2 separate regions of the Triticum aestivum genome follow, and region 2 is linked to region 1. The links are chromatin contacts, called in public Hi-C maps. All regions are on one chromosome and are shown on one strand. Each heading gives the region's core, a stretch centred on a gene start, on an enhancer-like site or on the middle of the called end of the contact. The rest is flanking DNA. Distances are from core to core; before and after follow the strand shown.

Region 1 (3,336 bases), core at 237-2,736:
GATTTATTTAGCTTAGCTAGTGGCGAATGGTTGTCAAACAACTTTACAAAGTAGTATCATTTGAATATTCTACTTCATAATATCTTCACAAACAAGGAGTACAAGTTTAACAATTCAATACTACCATGAATTATGAAGCTTAGAAAAATGTCGAATCATGAGCGCTTGCCCCAGACTAGCTAGTGTACCCGGTTGCTTTTGGCGCGAACCAACGGAACCAACACACTCCCGTGGATGCAACGTGACGATGTTCCTGACATGGTATCCTAAACTACACCTGTCGTCCAGCTGGTGGCTTCCTCGAGCCTAGAAGAGTAAAGTGCCAAGGGTATCACTCACTGGTCATGAATTCACGATGCCTAATCCGCCGTGTTGATTCACCCGGTTGCAAAAGCCGTCACGCCTAATGTCCATAATGGTGCCGTACGTAGCTGTTGATGCCGATCATTAGACTACGATGGAGATGCACATGTGAGACGTCTGGATGCATGGCTTGCCGCTTGTTGAACGAACATCGACTGTTCATCTGGTGTATCATTGTACACGATACGCACCTCCTGTCTCTTCGTAATAATAGAGAAAAATAATTGCACGTATCATGTCGCGCGTGCATGCGATGCATGATTGAGAACGTCGGGCCCGGGAGGTTTACGTGGCATGCAACATGGCTTGCATGCACGAATGCATGAGAGTTGGAATTAGTGACACGACACTGCATATTTTGCATGCAACTACATATATAGTCAAACAAGCATTTGGCTGTAAATATTCCTAAAAAGTTCCTAGTAATACAAACAAAATCATGCTTGCAAATTTGTTTTTGTGTGTGTGTGAAATGATTGGGGTGTTCTTTACCATCGCAAAAAGTCTATTCAAAAAACAACACTGAGTTTCTCCGCAAAAAAAAAAACAACAACAACACTGAGTACAAAATAGCAAGCAATAGGGTTAGAAAAAACTAATTCAAATATATACAAACTTGACCAGACCTTATTTTAGCAATGGCCGCATTCATTAGAATTATTTTATAAAATAAGTATCAGTTCAACCTACATGTAGATTACTATAGGTGTGAATATCTTAGTGTTTTTTTAATAACCAACAAATAAGAAAATGTTTTTGGCACTAGGAGTAGTGGTGCCCAACCAAAAATGCTAGACGCACGGGGTGTTTTTACGGAAGACCAAGATGAATTTTTGCACATATGCTAACCAATTTCCAGGCGTTATTTGTTTTCATTCAAAAAACAGATAAAGTGGTGTTTTTGCTTGCGAATGGATGGACACGACGTACGTGCAAGATATACCGCGAATGAGATCCATTCTTCGCGGGAGATTCTACACCACGAAAGATATACTAGAGACCAAGGAGAGAGTGACGCGCGCATAGCCATGCCCTACTTCGAAAATGAAGCTAGAGAAGGACCATCTTACGTCGTGGTCACCGGGAGCTATATTTTCACCGCGCCATCGGCCACACCTGGACTCTCTCCCCCCAGGGTGAACGGGACGCGTCCAGTGACTGCAAACCCACGCTAGCCGCTACCTACACAATAGTTTTGCCTGGTCAAGCCAATCAGAAGGATATGCATAATTGGAGTGAGATTCCAAAACTTGGAGCTCTCGTTGTTGGTTAAAGTCTCTCTACAATTCTTGTCACACATGGCACTCACGTCTCCCTCGAGCGCTCGCCGCCGAAGGGTGAAGGCCCTGTGTTGCTTCCTCCGTCGTCCGCGGTGCTTTCCCCCATGACGCGGTGACGCCTAGAAAGTGCCGCTGCCGCAGTTGCGGCCACACTCAATTTGTCCCCTCCAGGACCGATGAAGTCGTTGTCAAGCCTTTTCTTTTCGACACTGTCGCCGTCTTCCAGCCGGGTTAGTTCCAAGGCGCGGTAGCCGCGCAAGGGGCTCGCGGTTGATTGTTCATGGCAGACGAACGGAGGTGGGTGCAAGCCGCCCTCGCATCTGTGCTGCTGCGCATAGGGGTGGGCATTCGGTTCCCCCGAACCGAACGGTTCGGTGCTTCGGTGTTTTTGTTTTCTCGGTTCCCAGGAAATGTGGACCGATCGGTCTCTTGCATTGTCTTCCTCAAGGGCACTATGGAGAGCATGGAGGCACTGAGAGAGATCCTAACAAAGTATGAAAAGGCTTCGGGGCAGAAAGTTAACTTGTAGAAGTCCTCGGTTTTCTTCGGTAAAGGCAGCCAGGACGAGTCCAAGGAGCAAATCATGCAAGTTATTGGCATTCGGTCTGAAGCTTTAAGTGAGCGTTATCTCGGGCTACCAACACAGGTTGGGAGATCCAAAGATGGGATGTTTAAGCATGTAACAGAGAGCTCGAAAGGAAAAGTTAGCGGATGGAAAGGGCAAGGGCTATCCATAGCAGCAAGAGAAGTTCTCATAAAATCTGGGCTCCAATCGACACCAACCCACACCATGAGTTGTTTTTGCCTCTCAAAGAAGATGTACCGGAACCTGACCTCAATTTCCTCGAAATTCTGGTGGGGCGCAATGAATGGTGAACAGAAGGTTCATTGGATTGCTTGGAAGAAAATGTGTGCTAGCAAACGAGAAGGAGGAATGGGTTTTCGCGATCCTGATGCTTTCAACCAAGCTTTGTTGGCTAAGCAGGCTTGGCGCATCTTGCAAGTCCCATCCTCCCTGTGTGCAAGAGTGCTTAGGGCACGCTACTTCTCTGATAGTTCGATAATGTCCGCTACTTGCCCATCATCCGGCTCATATACGTTCCAGAGCATTTTACACAGAAGGGATTTGCTAAGAGAAGGACTGGTCTGGAGGATAGGAGATGGCGTGAAAAATTAACATACATCACGATGCTTGGATCCCACGTACTGGAAGTATGAAGCCTTTAGGCCAAGAGTTTATTCCGCGCGTCATAAAAGTAGCATATTTGCTCACGGATGAAGGCACAAGCTGGGACACGGAAAAAGTGTGGAGGCTATGTTCTCTCCTAACGATGCAGCGGATATCAAGCAGATAGTTGTAGGCGGGCCGGCCACTGAAGATTTTCTGGCATGGAACTTCAGCAAGAATGGTAGCAAGAATGGTTTGTTCAGTGTAAAATCTGCTTATCACCTTAGGATGTCGCTAAACAGGGCAAGGACCGGACAGCCGGAGTCCTCAAGCTCGGCTAACAAGCACAAGGGATACTTAGCACTTTGGGGAACAAGTGCTCCAGCGAAATCTAAGATATATATGTGGCGTGTGATCCGTAAGGGCCTGGCAGTGGGGTCTGACCTCTTTCGTCGTCGGATAAAACCGGGTATTTTTTGTGTTGCGTGCGGTCGGGAGGAGACGCTGTTGCATCGCTTCTGGACG
Region 2 (3,336 bases), core at 293-2,792, 61 kb before region 1:
ATATTCCCCTTCTGCTCCCCCATGACGGCAGGCAGATGTATGCTACGCACACAGAACAGCAGCAGCGATCCCGAACCTTCAAAGGGAGCCTGCGGGTGCTAGATGACCTCAACCGTCCCCTCCGAGGTGGTAATCTAAGATGATGGTTGAGATGCCACGTCGAACCCCATTGTGCAGAAGCACATGGAAGAAGAGGTGTGTTGTGTGCTGCTGTGAAGCGGTGTCATCAAGGTCAATCAAAGCAGATACAGGGGCGGCTACCCTGCCGATTCCCTCGCAAGGTAGCTCTCTAGCATGCAAACACATCTTTCTGCATTCCCTAAGATGTTTCCTCCTTGCTGAAATCCAGGTACTGTCAATCAAGAAAGTAAAAGCATAACGTTAGCCATAGAGCAATCTGTAGTGAAGACAAACCATTCCGAAACTAGAAGATTCTTCTATATGCAGAAGACGGAAAAAATTCCGAAATTAGAAGATTGTTCTATATGCAGAAGATGGGAAAATAAATCTCTTCCGCATACAGGACCACAAGCATATCATACCATAGAAAGTCGGAAACGAACGAAAGGCTAACTTGCGTCCCTTAGCCGGATTAAGAGGGGTCTAAACTGCCATCAGATGCGTCCCTTAGCCGGATTAAGAGGGGTCTAAACTGCCATCAGATGCGTCCCTTAGCCGGATTAAGAGGCGTGTAAACTCCAACCAGATGCGTCCCTTAGCCGGATTATTAAGAGTGGTGTAAACTGCAACCAGATGCGGGTGTCCAAACTTGTATGGCACCTAGCTGATGGATCTGTTTCTCTCCGCGCATAATAACCAACCTATCACGCCAAAACTTTCTCACTGCCAAAACAGAAGAGACAGCATCCGGAAACGCGCATCTAACCAACCAAGTAGCAAATTAGGTAACTCGCACGAACGAACAGCAGGAGAAGGAGAACGATTATCTCTACTCTGTATGTAGATAGAAATCTACTGCGAACTCCTGAGGAGAAGTTGTTTCGGAGACCGCACACGCACCAAACCGACGAGCCCCCTAGACGACATGTTTCGCGCACACGCAGTCGCAGATGAACCACTACCGTACATACGGACTGCACCGGAACAAGGACAAAAACAGGGAGAAGGGCGTGAGCGAGTCCGTACCAGATCCCGGCGGCTCGCGACGCGAACGGAACCGCGGCAGCAGCCGCGGCGGCGGAGTAGATCCCTTCCCTTCCGCCGCGAAGAACCGGCGGCGCTCGCGAGACGAGGAGGCCGGCGGGGTCGGGCTAGGGGAGGGAGGGAGGAGGCGGATGCGTGGGCGGCGGGGCTGGGGGACGGCGGAGTCGTAGCAGATTTGCCCGAGAGAGCTGGTTGGGGTGGGAGGCTGAGTTTGTTTCTTCTTCCTTTTTCTAGAGCCTGATGCGGGGTGCGGGAGTGTGTTGTGCGGCGAAAGGTTAAGCTTGAGAGGCGGCTCCGTTTTATACGCGCCGCGGCGGCCAACCCCCCGCGCCCCGCCCGCTAGGGATGGATGGATCCGTTCTCGCAGAGAGAGAGAGGGGGAGAGGGGGAGAGAGATATTCCTCCGCCCCCACCCACCGCCCGCCGCTGTGGGCCGGTAAAATTACGCCCCCGCGGGGCCCGCCAATAATGCGCTGGCCTGTCCGCTGCTGCGACGGACGGACGGACGGACGGACCAAATTAGATCGGCCCGCTGCACCCTCCCACAGCCCCACGGCCGCTCTCCGCCGTCCGTCCCGTTCGGCCAACGAACCGGGTTTCATATGCATGGATCCCGTGCCCGGTCCTCGTTTTACGTGCGTCATGGTGCTCTCCATAATTGTAGGGTCACAGGGAAAGATCTTTTTGATGGACCCCCGGCTGTAAATTCTTGTAGATTTTGCAGTAGAGCTCTAGCTGGCCGGAGCGAGCGTCAATGGCGCAGATCGAGCTAGATGGCGATCTGCCAGCTTCGAGATTGAAGCAGCGGGGAGTAGTACTAATGGTGAATGGCGAAATCGAAAGTAATTACTAGCGCAAGATTTGCCCGTAAGAAGAGTAATACTCCCTCCTTTCATCTATATAGGACCTAATGCGTTTTTAAGGCTAATTTTGATCAAATATTAGATCAATAATATATGACATGCAACTTACACAAAGCACATCGTTAAATTCGTGTGTGAAAGGAGCTTTCAGTGATATAATTTTCACATTGTGTATGTCATGTACTATTAATCTTGTCAATAGTCAAAGGCGGTCTTAAAAAACGCATTAGGCCCTATATAGATGGAAGGAGGGAGTATAATAAATGAATAAAAGATGAGCAATGTACAACATCAACGTTCGCTGCGACGTGCTACGGCCCGACGCGGCCCCGCGCCGTCCGATCGGCGGCATGCAGGTCACGGTGATGCCATGGCTAACATGGGCTCGTACGGCCCGTTGCGCAGTGGCGGAGCTATGTGTAAGTCTGGGGGTGCTGTGGCCCCCCCAATTTTGGACCAAACTATGAAGATTTTTTTTTAAGGAAAGGGCTTAGATGAGAATTTTTTAGCAGTTTACACTCTCAAACACCCACGATTTAGCCTTGGCCCCCCAGCAGTTCCTACCTAGCTCCGCCAGTGCCGTTGCGCCTTAGTAATCTCCAAAGGAAATTCTGCCACTGAGGTTTACGTAGCACGTGGGAGAGATCGAGCACGCACGAATCGGTCCAGCCATGTGCAGACCGCTCAGCGCTTCGTATCAGCGGTGCGCGCAGGAGGAAGGAAAGCGAGAGGGAGGAAGAGGCCAAAGCAAAACACGGCGCCTTGCTTTCAAAAAAACAGGGCGCCTCCTCGTGCCCGGCTGTAAAAGCCCACCTCCCATCGTCCCGGCTAAGTTAGGCACGAAAAAGCGTCACGGTCAGGACCAACAAACGTACAAAACCAGTGGAAATTGGGACGTCCGATCCTCTCCCACGCTCGTAAAGGTGTGGGCTTGCTTAGAATAGTGGCATTATTCTGGTCATCTGGTGGCTCGCTTGGAGCCTTGCAGCCCATGCATGGCATCAAGAGACCGGAGGCATATATGCGACGATATGCATGCATGTGTTGTTGCTCGATCCGTCTCAGGGAGACTCCTTCCAACAGACGGGCACGGCATCAATGATACTATATACACTTTTTAATGATATCCTGGCACACAGAGTGGTCGATGCTGCTGCTAGTATTTTAGCACGAATTATGGAGGCTAGAAAATTGTCAAATCATCCCCGGGGGCCGGGACGGACGGCTAGGCTAGAACGGAGCAGATCGCTTTTTGGAGAACCAATGAGACATGAGACATAGAATATGCGTGCACTCCGGCCGCCCGGCC

Evidence for each region. A called contact is a pair of places that touch in the nucleus more often than the background predicts.
Region 2: a Hi-C map of leaf shows a contact between it and region 1, with 4 times the contacts expected there. The contact joins the promoter of LOC123043693 here to the enhancer-like site in region 1. A contact is called at or near these places in 4 of 5 Hi-C or Micro-C datasets (leaf and an unstated tissue).

The regions. Positions count from the first base shown.
Region 1 is chr2B:99,376,516-99,379,851 of IWGSC CS RefSeq v2.1, reverse strand. No RefSeq gene overlaps it. Among protein-coding and RNA genes, the nearest start is that of LOC123043693, 61 kb to the left of the region's middle. Within about 2 kb of position 1,486, at least 1 of the 8 cell types and tissues checked has an H3K27ac peak or open chromatin away from gene starts, as enhancers often do. A contact at or near this core is called in leaf, where this site is marked.
Region 2 is chr2B:99,437,820-99,441,155 of IWGSC CS RefSeq v2.1, reverse strand. It overlaps LOC123043693 (CBL-interacting protein kinase 2), which reads right to left and starts at 1,542. Exons shown (of 2, transcript XM_044466224.1): 1 at 1,147-1,542; 2 at 1-352. The coding sequence starts at 23.